Regions from separate parts of the Sus scrofa genome. Here region 2 is linked to region 1. Evidence: chromatin contacts called from public Hi-C data. All regions are on one chromosome and are shown on one strand. The core of a region is the stretch at or near the end of the contact, and the rest is flanking DNA. Distances in the headings are between cores, read along the strand shown.

Region 1 (5,480 bases), core at 833-3,332:
TAAAACTCACTCCCGCATCTATTACTTTGCCAGTTCTCACTCCGGTCCGCCAAGCACGGACCCGGAAGAACTAGCCCATAAAACCTTGTGAAACCCCTCTTCAGAGCTCAGACTTCGGAGAGCGATCTCCTCTGAGCCCACCGGCATAATAAACCTGAGTTCTCCAACTCTCCGAGTGCTCGCTTGGTTTCTCACCGGGTGAAAGAGCCGCTGGGGCTGATACACTGTGGCCACAGAGCTGCTGGAGCTGGTGCACTGGCCATAGGGCTGCCACCAGAGCTGATACACTCCGGCCTTGGGCTGCTGACAGCCGCCGCAACACTATAGTGCTCCTGGGCACATAAGCCTTTTTGTGTCCTCCATTTCTAGTTTTTAGGGAATAAGCCTCAGCCTCCTGGGTTCCAAAGGGCAGTTGCTAACCAGGGGGCGGAGGGCATGCAGAGACCAGATGGGGCAGTCAAGGGACAATAGTGTAGCCTGGGGCAGGGTCCTGGTTCCTCCTCGAGGAATATACATAACAATATCTTTGAGCCTTCCTGCAGAGCTTCCCGACAAAGGGAAGAACTACTTGAGGACAGTTCTTCACTCCAGGAAAAAGGAGGACCAGCAGAACCAGTCCTGGGGCCACTAAATATCAGCTTTGAAAGACAATGCAAGCTTGCCTCTACCTAGATCCTTATCTGTGGCCCTATTTTACACTCTCCAAACTATAAAACCACATCCTAATCTCTCCCAAGGGGGCACAGTTTTTAAAGCATTAGGCTGCTGTGGCCTCCTTTGCCTGGCAAAGTGATAAAGCTATGTTTTTCTGCTTCACCTAATGCTCTGACTCCACACTGGTATTTGGCAATGGCAGACAAAGTACGGTGATTTTTACTCTTTAAGGGGAGGTCCCCACATTGCAGGGAGGATAGCTCACTTGGTGGTCTTTTTCAGGCTCTGACAGAGAGAGTCAGAAGTTACCCCACAAGGAGAATGTCTCCACCAACATGAGAAAACAGATGCAACACAGGAAAGGCTGGTCAGCACCATAGCCCGGCTCTAGTTAACATTCACCAGGGCTTCCAAAGAAATCTGAGCTTAAGTGATTTTTAATAAGAACTCTAGAAAGTTTAAAACATGGGTATAAAATACCTTGAAATTCTTGGGTTGGGTACCATTATGTTATTTAAAATTTTATTTTACTACACAACACATTGCTACATCACAATAAAATAAGAAAATGTTCAAAATTTAAAAAGACGTTAAAAATGATAAATAAAACCATTTTAATTGTTGTTATATGTCCTTCTATCTTAAAATTTGCCCTTATATATAAAGGTAAACCATACTATACTCATTCAGCAACCTTTTTTTGCCAAATCACGAACTGATCTTTAAGATTTTGCTATAGTAGTACATAAAGATTGCACCAGTTGGCGTTCCTGCAGTGGCTCGGCGGGTTAAGAATCCAGCTAGCATCCATGAGGATGCAGGTTCGATTCCTGGCCTAGCTTCGTGGGTTTAGGATCTGGCATTGTAGGTCACAGATGCTGCTCAGGCTCAGATCTGGTGTTGCCTGTGGTTGTGACGTAGGCTGGCTTCAGTCCCTAGCCTGGGAACTTCCATATGCCGAGGGTCCAACCATAAAAAGCAAAAAAACAAAGGCTGCCCTAGTCAAGGTTGCAGGTGTAGGCAATAGAAATCTGCCTGATTGAAGCAGAACAACATTTATAGAAAGTAAAATGGGTGTTTTCAGAATTGAGATGGACTGAGAAATAGACCTGGAGACCTCACAACAGGGAATTATTCTGAAACCCCATTGCCCAGCTGCTCTGCTAAAGGCTGAGTTCAGCCACTGCTCCTTCCTCAATGACAGTCACTGCCCTGATGCTGCTGCCAGAAATATTGCCTCTGCTACCGCTGCAGGAAGAACAAACTTCTCTTTGCCACCAATGTATTATCAAGACACTCAAGATGGCTGTTCGTTTATTTTCCAAACATCCCCCGCCTGACCTGTTCCTGCTTCACTTATACCCTACGCACATGGCTGACCTTTGTGTGTACTTGCCCTGGGTCACAGCTAGTGATAGCTTATCAAAGGGACAGTGAAGAGACTGCCCCTCTGCTTGTTCCCCTGGTAACCAATGAGCCAACTGGATGTTATTCCCCCTACAACTGGCAATCCTCCCCAACCCAGAGTGAAGTCCACCTCCATGTCCTGCCTGCATTCCACCACACACAGTGGGGTGTTGCTCCAGGATTTTGCTTCAGACATGTAAACTATTCATATTTCTGTTGCTAACTCTGGGCTCTTTCTTCAGTCTTGAAGCTGGGCGAGCCCAGAGTCTTGTAGGACTATGGCATGCAGCCCAACAACCACTCTCATCAGAATGGATTCTGTAGCTCTGCTTCTTTGCATCAAAAACTTCCACTTCAAAGTCTGTGACGATTCGCTCAGAATAGAAGAGTCTAAGACCTATGCTCCATCAAATAAGGGAAGATTGAAAAGTGAATTTCCAGGACTTTTTCTTCTATAGTCAGTGGGGGAGCTGATTGTGAAGACTAGGGATTTCCAAAAGTAGTCAGCAAGTCAGACGTGGAACAGTCAACAAAATTAATGTACAGTCATCCACCAAAGAGATACCACCTTTCTTCTAAATTAGTGCACATTATATAGTTCTATCAAAATAAACTTAACCAATCCCTAATTGTGAGTCTAACAGTACTTCTATAGACATCCTTATCCTTAAGTTTCCAATTATCTCCATAAAGTGAGTTTATGGCAGTGGCATTTCTGGGTCAAAGAACATGTGTATTTCTAATTTTGATAATTATTACCAGCATGTCTTAAAAAATGTTCCAGGATACACTCAGTCTACTCACCCGAGTCATCAGTGACATCTTGTTGCCCCGAATTCAATTTTTTGAAGTATAGAATAAGGTTGAGCACCTTTTTTCATGTGTTCACTTCTTTTTCTATTAGCTACAATAGATAGATAGCTAGATAGATAGAATTTTTTTTTTTTTTTTTTTCTCTGCCCCGCAGCCGCAGCCACAGCATATGGAAGTTCCCAGGCTAGGGTCGAATCAGATCTACAGCTGCAGGCCTACTCCACAGCCACAGCAATGCAGGATCTAAGCCATGTCTTCGACCTATACCATAGCTCGTGGCAAAGTCAGATCCTTAACCCACTAAGCAAGGCCAGTGGGAACTCCTACTTCGGCTATATTTTAATGCGAGTCTGCCTGTCTATTCCTAAAGTAAAATGTTGGCTTGTTAGACTTTATCTTGAAACCTGTTCCCTTATTGGGAAATTGCTAAGTTTCTACCTCAAAACTCCATAAAAGGCCACAGTTCCTTGCTGGTGAGGCTCTTTCCCCTAAATAATTATTTTAAGTCAGTCTCACCAAGAACGTATTGATTTAAAGTCAGGAACCGCTGTATACGTTAAAGGCCAGGTTCCTGGAGAATAGTTGGGAAAAGAAGGAAAATGATCTTCTTTTGCTGAATATAATATTTAGCCCTACAATGACAATAGTACTGCAGGAAAGTGTCTCCTTCATAAAATTCCTCCAACAAATATCACAACTGTACCTCCTTCCAACCTTCTTTTGAAGCGGGGTGATGAGGAATTCAAATCCCCCATCAGCTCAACAGCAATTTCTATAATTTAGCATTTCCTATCATGTACTTTGGCATCACCAAAACATGTAAAGTTGGGCAAATGGAGAGAGGCAGGCTTGCTTGTTTAAGGTGGAATTGTGTTTGCAACACATTTAAAAGCATCTGCACTGGTGAGGACAGCGTGCTTGAAATGGGGTCCCCAGACCAACAGCACAAATGTCACCCAGCATCTTGATAAAAATGTCAAATCTTGGGACACTCTCTAGACCTACGGAATCTGAAACTCACTCAGGAAGTGGGGGTGTGAGTCCCAACAATCCACCTTAAAGAGACCTCCAGGCAATTCTAATGCAGCTTCAAGTTTAAGAAGTGCTTTGTATAGAGAAGAGCCGCAGAGACTCAACCTTCAGTTTTCACCTGGCAGCCTCTATGGACACATCTCTCAGAAGGCAGTAGAGAGGACTCACTGCTCCCAAAAGCAGTAAGTAAACAGAGCTCCCTGGGAAAAACCTTGTCCTACCCAGGAGTCATGGTAAACAGCCAAAGCCAATACCTGGAGCGAATTTTACTTTTGCCCAGGCCCTTTCAAGTTTTGCTGTGACTTCAACTCTGACATACCTATTTCAGAAAGGGGTGTTCAAGGCATGTATATTTACACATCCACGCACACAACTGTGTCCATCAGCAAAACCACCTGCAGAGCGTGGCTGTCCAAGGGAAGTGAAAGATTTGCCTCCATTTAGTTTGCTCACTGTGTTGCAACTATATTTTTGGACTTCCCTTATCACAGCGTGACGTCCATTTGCACACCGCATTTTTCCAGTGACTGAAAAGGGATCGCCTCAGCTTGGCAGCCTGCACTGCAGCACAATCATTTATTTCTCACAGCATTCCATCCTGGACGTTCCCATTGAGCACAGAGCCTTTGAAGTCCATGGTGCATATAATTCAGTTGACAGTGGATTGGATTGGAGTCCATCTAAATAAAGCCCAAGCCGGAGCAGGCATCAAAATATCTCCTTCATAATTGGCAAGCACTATTATTCCACTGAGCTATTTAAAAAAAAAAAAAAAAAAAAGACATTTTCTTGGCTACATATTTTATCGACTTTTGCTGTAATAAATTTCTCTTTACTTTTAAAGGTGTTTTACTTTTTATGTCGCAGAATTTCTTTCCTTCTGACTGGCTCTCAAACTTTGCCTCAGTTGATTTGTACCGATTCACCCACTAAGAAAACAAGGGAATATTTTAGAGAATTTCTCGGGCTTTTTGACCTATAAGGATCGTTTTGGTTTCCCTTGAGCTTTTCCATCTAATTTGCGTAAATCCCTTTTAAATTGGGGTTCATTTACTTAATGTTCGATGTCTGCAATGACTTCCTAAAGTAATTTCAGAAGACAAGGGCAGTTCCAGGAGAGAGCTCTTCCCTGAATGGATCTATAAAAAAGAGAGAGGATGGGAGGGGAATTTGGAAACACAGAGACCAAGTATACTAATTTACTATAGTTGTTATGTGGAAAATGCTAAAATAGTTACAGTAATAACCCTTAGCTTTCTACTTCTTTCCCTCATGGACCCTACGTCAGGATTAGAATCATTCTGCCTATGTTAGTATGTTTAACTCAATGTTGCAATATAAGTAAAACTAGCCTAAGAAACACCTGGGGTAATTTAAAAATAAAGCAGGACACAGAGGATGCTAACAGTTGGCACTAGGGCATAAAAACACAGAGAATATAAAACGTAATAGCAATTGCAAAATGTAATACAATTGCATGAAAATGCAATTAAATCAGGTTGGATAAATAGCTTCCAGGATATAATAGCAAGAAGAGAGAGTTCATTTCAATGAAGTGAAAATGGCAAAAAACT
Region 2 (5,480 bases), core at 996-3,495, 130 kb before region 1:
TTCATTCTTCATTTTCGTCACCAGTTTACTAAGTGACTCTTGACTTCAGAAACCATGGTAAGAAGGAAATGGAACGGGAATGAGAAAGATAAATTTGCCTGTCAACTACTTTTACTAATTCAGTATTCCCAAATTTAGTTATGTTGTACAGGTAAAGTGGTCGAAATTCAGCAAGGCTTTTTTTTTTTCTCCCAAATCAATTAATGTAGCACTAACCTTTAAGTTTTTTGAAAAACTATCTCAAGAGACTAACAGACATACAAAGATTAATTGTTCCCTAGATTTAAAGTACTCAACACTTCAACACTATCAAGATTGAAGGGGAAAAAAATTGTCATTAAATGTGTATTTGATCTCAGATATTCTCTATTAGAGATTTTTTACATGGTAAAATCTGAACTACTGAATCAATCTCCAAATGAATTGTTGTTTTGGTCACATATGCCCATGAAATGAGGTGTATTAATATGGATACTTCTACTTCCTAGGCTTGCTGCCTGAACTATTTTCCTTTGCTTTCCTTCAAAGAAATCTACTGAGATATGAAATAGGAAGGTAAAATGCAAAGAGGGAGGATAACAAAGATAAAATACACTTGAGAATAAATGCAGCAGAGTAGAATGTGATAAAGCAGAGTCAGGATGACAAGGAAGCACAAGGCCTAAGGATAAAAAGATATCTGTTCTAGTTTCAATACACACTGCACAGCTTGATAGTAAAATTCAAACCCCAGAGACATAGCAAAGATATGACAAAGAATACAGCAAATTTCTAATCAGTGGAATTCTAACATGCATTAAACTCTATGCTCAAGTTCAGATAATTTCAGAAGGTATGTTTTCAACAAGATCTCTTTCCTAAAGTAAATCATTTGCTAAGAACTTTCCATTTTTGCAATGCTCTCTTTCAACAGTTTCTACAATTTCCTGAAAAACACATAAAGAACTCAGCAAGATGAAAAAAACACATGAAATCAGTGTTTCTTGATTGATCTACACCTTTGTTTTGCCCCTGAGGCAATTCTTAGTATTACAAGGAATAAGAAAGAAAGAGGGGTAAACAGGAGAGAAATTAAGAAATCTGTGGCTGGGAACCTCCATATGCCGCAGAAGTGGCCCAAAGAAATAGCAAAAAGACAAAAAAAAAAAAAAAAGAAAGAAAGAAAAAAAGAAATCTGTGGCATAACAAGTTTCCCTTAGGTCAAATTCTTCCTTCTGGTAAAAATGAATAGATAAGAATTTTAATACGTCACCAGTTCTTAACTGTTTCATTATTGCATGGTTCTGTTACCAAAAATGGAGTCCAGCTACTCACCAGTCTAAAGTCAATAAAGAGGCAAGGCTGGTGGAAAAGAAAATTTGTTTTAAATTCTACTAGTAACCAAGGCTGAAGTCTCAGGCAAAGTGGACTGAGTTTGTATTTCAAGGATGTAAGTGTTAACTTCAACTTTTCTCCTAAGTATATTTTTGTTCTCTTGGGGTCAGAATTCTAAAAAAAAAAATTTATTAAGCTAGTTTTCTCTAACTACATATGCAAAAATAACCAGTTTGAGAATTTCAAAAGAGTTTCATCTTAACCAATTTTTTCCAGAGTTTGAAGAATACTGTTGATGGCCACACAGTATTTAAAAAAAAATCTTTTTCTTTAGTCATTGTTTCATAGCTTAAATCCTTCTAATGAATTGAACATGAACTTCTCATCTTGATAAAGGCAACAAAAATACCAGTCACACAAATGGAATACATATTCACACCTCAGAAGACAGACCTGAATCCTCCAAGATTCAGTCCCAAACAAACACTTCAACACAAATGGTCCTTAACATCAGATACAGTTCAAAACTAACTAGCAAAATGCCCAGATAGCTTTCCATGCTCACAAACTGTCCTCAATGGCAGACAGACAGCAGAACCAATTGGAAAAATGCCCAAATAGTGCTTCGTGCTCAAAAGAGAAATCTGCCCAGGTACACACTGGTGGACTTACTTGGTCTTGGAGCTTGTCAGCTTGTCTAGATCCATCTTTCCATTCCACCAAGGAAAAGCTTAAGTTGGCAGCCTGTGCTGAGCAGGGGAGAAATTGGGAGGATCCCCAAAACAATTGCTTTAGGCAGCAAACAGAAACATTCCCCCAAAATCCCCCTCTGGGAGCCAGCTAGCCACAAGCAGCAGGCTCATCACAGCCACCGCAGCACGTTGTCTTGGCTGTGCCTCTATTTGGTTTTCTCCAGGAGAGCCTAATATCGCGAGACTGCAGCAGCCTCATAATGGGTGCTAAAAAATTACGAAAGTGGGTACAGCTGCTCGCCTCTCTAAAACCAGTAAAGAGGCAAAGGTCATGGAAAGGAAAGCTTGCTTTATTTCAGAGGCCAGCAACAGAGAGTGGGGGGATGGGGAAACTCCTGTTCAGAGGCCAATTCCCCCCACTGACAATCAGGGAGCAAGAGCTTTTATAGGTGAAGAGAGGGGACAACACATAGAAACAACACAGTTTGCTCCGACAGTCATCTAGAAATTGGTCAGGTGGCAGTCTGACCAGTGTTATCTTAATTGTTTCAAGTATAGTTAATTTTCAGTTCCATCCAGGGTCAGTTTATTCCCATTTCCTTGAGGACAATTCTCAGAATTGTGGCAGCTTTTGTCATAGATACAGTCTTGTCACCATGTGGTTAACATCTTCCACCTGGTGGAGATTTCAGTATCTATAAGACAGCTCACAGGATATGGCTCAGAATATTATTTTATCATTAGCCCTTGAGAAGAAACTAAAGGTCCTCGACTTTGCTTACTGACTAAACTATCATTATTTTGTCCTGTTTGATTTTCTCACTTCTCTGATTAATCTTATTCTTTGACTAAAGACAAAAAGGCAGGCAGAGGACATGGAGGGGGAGGACTATAGGGTCCTTCTCTCTTGCAGTTCCATACTTAAAAAAAAAAAAAACCCTCTGAAATAAGCCAGTATTATCAACAGGTCATATAGAAAGGATAACACTTACAGGTAAGAAAAAGGATGTACTTGTTAAGGACAATTTGGCAAATCACTGACATCTGGAAAGGAGTGCTTGCTTCTCAAGATCATAGCTAAGTTCCTCACTACTGCTAGAGAATTTTCATGGAAGGTGGCTGTTAATGGACCGAACAGTGTTTCCCTGAAATTCATACATTGAAGTCAGTCCCCCACTAACTCAGAATGTAAATACATTTAGAAATAGGGTCTCTAAAAGAAGTGATCAAGCAAAGGAGGTATTAGGAAAAGCCCTAAGCCAGTGTGACAGCTGTCATTAAAAGATTAAGGGAGTTCCCATCATGGCGCAGTGGAAACGAGTCCGACTAGTATCCAAGAGGAGGCAGGTTTGATCCCTGGCTTCGCTCAGTGGGTCAGGGATTCAGTGTTGCCATGAGCTGTGGTGTAGGTCACAGACGTTGCTCAGATCCTGCGTTGCTATGGCTGTGGCTGGCAGCTGTAGCTCCACTTTGACCCCTAGCCTGGGAACTTTCATATGCTGCCAGTGTGGCCTAAAAAGCCAAAAACAAAAACAAAAACAAACAAAAAAAACCCACAGAAGACATAGAGATTAGCACATAAACATGGACAGAGGGGAGGCTGTGTGAAGGCACAGAGGAGATGACCATCTACAAGCCTAGGAAAGAGACCAGAAGAAACCAATTCCTTGGTCTTGAACTTCTGATATCCAAAATTATGAGAAATAAATTTCCATTGTTTCTACTATTCAGTCTGTGGTACTTTGTTTTTGCAGCCCTAGAAAACTAACACAGTTTGGCAAAAGTCAGTTTGGTAAATTCTTGATTTATTTTTAAGGATCAGTCATAGTACATAGGTTATCCAACTTAATTTTTTTTCCATTTCTATTTCATTAACATATTTCTTAGGAACTGTGAGTAGGAACTAAAATAAAAATAAGTTTGATAAAAGATTTGTTGTGGGGAGGTAATTTTAGAAAAAAGTATCTGCCTCTTCTCTCTTTGAACTCTCCCCAGATAGAGTTACTCCCTTCTCTGTGCTGCTATTATGACACAGAATGTAATATTAGAGCTCTTTTCTCGATTATAAACTTTATGCAGAATTTGTTTTTTGCATGTCTATAAGCTGTCTTCATAGTGGTCTGGGACATAATGTTCCTAGGACTTTAGGCAGTGCTTGATAGACACTGGGCACTTGGTAAATTCAACAGGCACTAATTAAATATTTGGTGAATCAAGGAACCCTATAACACTGGTAACTTTCCCTTTTGTTACAAACACAGAAACAGAACTTCTGTAATCTCAAGATTACATTAGTTTTGGTATTTGAAGAAACCCGACAAATCACACTCCTCTTTTCTGAGTTCTGAACCATTAATGAAGACAAAGGAGTCTGTAAATAGAGGCTGGACTATCACCTTTATTATTAAGACTAAATTGAAGAATATAATATAAGTTATAAGAATTCAGAGCTTCCTAATACAGAAGTCTAAAAGCAAAGAGACTTTCCTATCAGTTTCAGATGACTGAATTGCCTGGAGATTTCACCATGTAAAATACACAGCATGGAGGGAAAAACAGAATGACTCTTTCCTTGGCAACTAGATCCCTTAGAGGGAACACATAAGAAGTGGCACTTTGACAATCATGACTAAGAAAAACCAGGTCACCTACCCTAGGGAGTAATACGCAGGGAGGTAAGGAAAAATCAGGAGAGCTGCTCTAGTGGAGCACCCTCTGCAGGGAAGGAAATGCAAGGAAATTCCCCTCCTTCCCAATTATCAGAGTATGTTGGCCACTCAGACTCAAGTCCTCTGACACCAAGACTTCTCTTATTATATTTGTCTTTATATAATGATTCAACAATTGGGAATAAAAAGAACAGGGAATAAAAAGAGAGGTGACCTAACCCCAGTTTGGGTCTCTATCTATAATAGATTAGTCTTTAAAAACTAAAAGGCTGTATTACAAAGCTCCACATTTGGCACATGGTAGAAACCAAATAAAGAGCACAATGATTATTCAGTAAAAAATACCGTGAGAATAAACAATCTTGGAGCATGTCTGACTTGGCACAAACTTAAAAGGGAAGTGATTGGAAATGAGGTTTGGGAATTGAGGGAGGTGGAGAGGCAGGGGTGGGGAGAGAGAATTTTTTTCCTAAGAAATTTTCAGCTGTATTAGTTCAGTTATTTGCTGTTTTCGGAAATGGGGAGTAAGAAAATTGTTTTTTGAGTTAGTCAAATGTTCCTTCCGATTATCCCTGAGTGCAATAGGAAGGAATTATTGCCTACCACCAGTGCTGGGTCAGTAAATATTTAACAAATGGTCCTTGGAGTAGGAGGAGCACTGATTCATAGCATTTGTTGATTTCCGTGGTGTAAATACTCCAACAGTGGCCCATTTCAAGCTCCAACATACATCAACCAGCTCACAAAATTCCTGAAAATTTAACAATCAGCTGTCATGAGACAGTACCAGCTGGATCCAGAACAC

What was found. A called contact is a pair of places that touch in the nucleus more often than the background predicts.
Region 2: a Hi-C map of liver shows a contact between it and region 1, with 2.5 times the contacts expected there. The contact joins two enhancer-like sites. A contact is called at or near these places in 1 of 5 promoter capture datasets (liver) and 2 of 47 Hi-C or Micro-C datasets (both in liver).

Annotation. Positions count from the first base shown.
Region 1 is chr7:73,027,888-73,033,367 of Sscrofa11.1, reverse strand. No RefSeq gene overlaps it. Among named protein-coding and RNA genes, the nearest start is that of NOVA1, 230 kb to the right of the region's middle. Within about 2 kb of position 2,082, at least 6 of the 83 cell types and tissues checked have an H3K27ac peak or open chromatin away from gene starts, as enhancers often do. A contact at or near this core is called in liver, where this site is marked.
Region 2 is chr7:73,160,351-73,165,830 of Sscrofa11.1, reverse strand. No RefSeq gene overlaps it. Among named protein-coding and RNA genes, the nearest start is that of NOVA1, 360 kb to the right of the region's middle. Within about 2 kb of position 2,245, at least 4 of the 83 cell types and tissues checked have an H3K27ac peak or open chromatin away from gene starts, as enhancers often do. A contact at or near this core is called in liver, where this site is marked.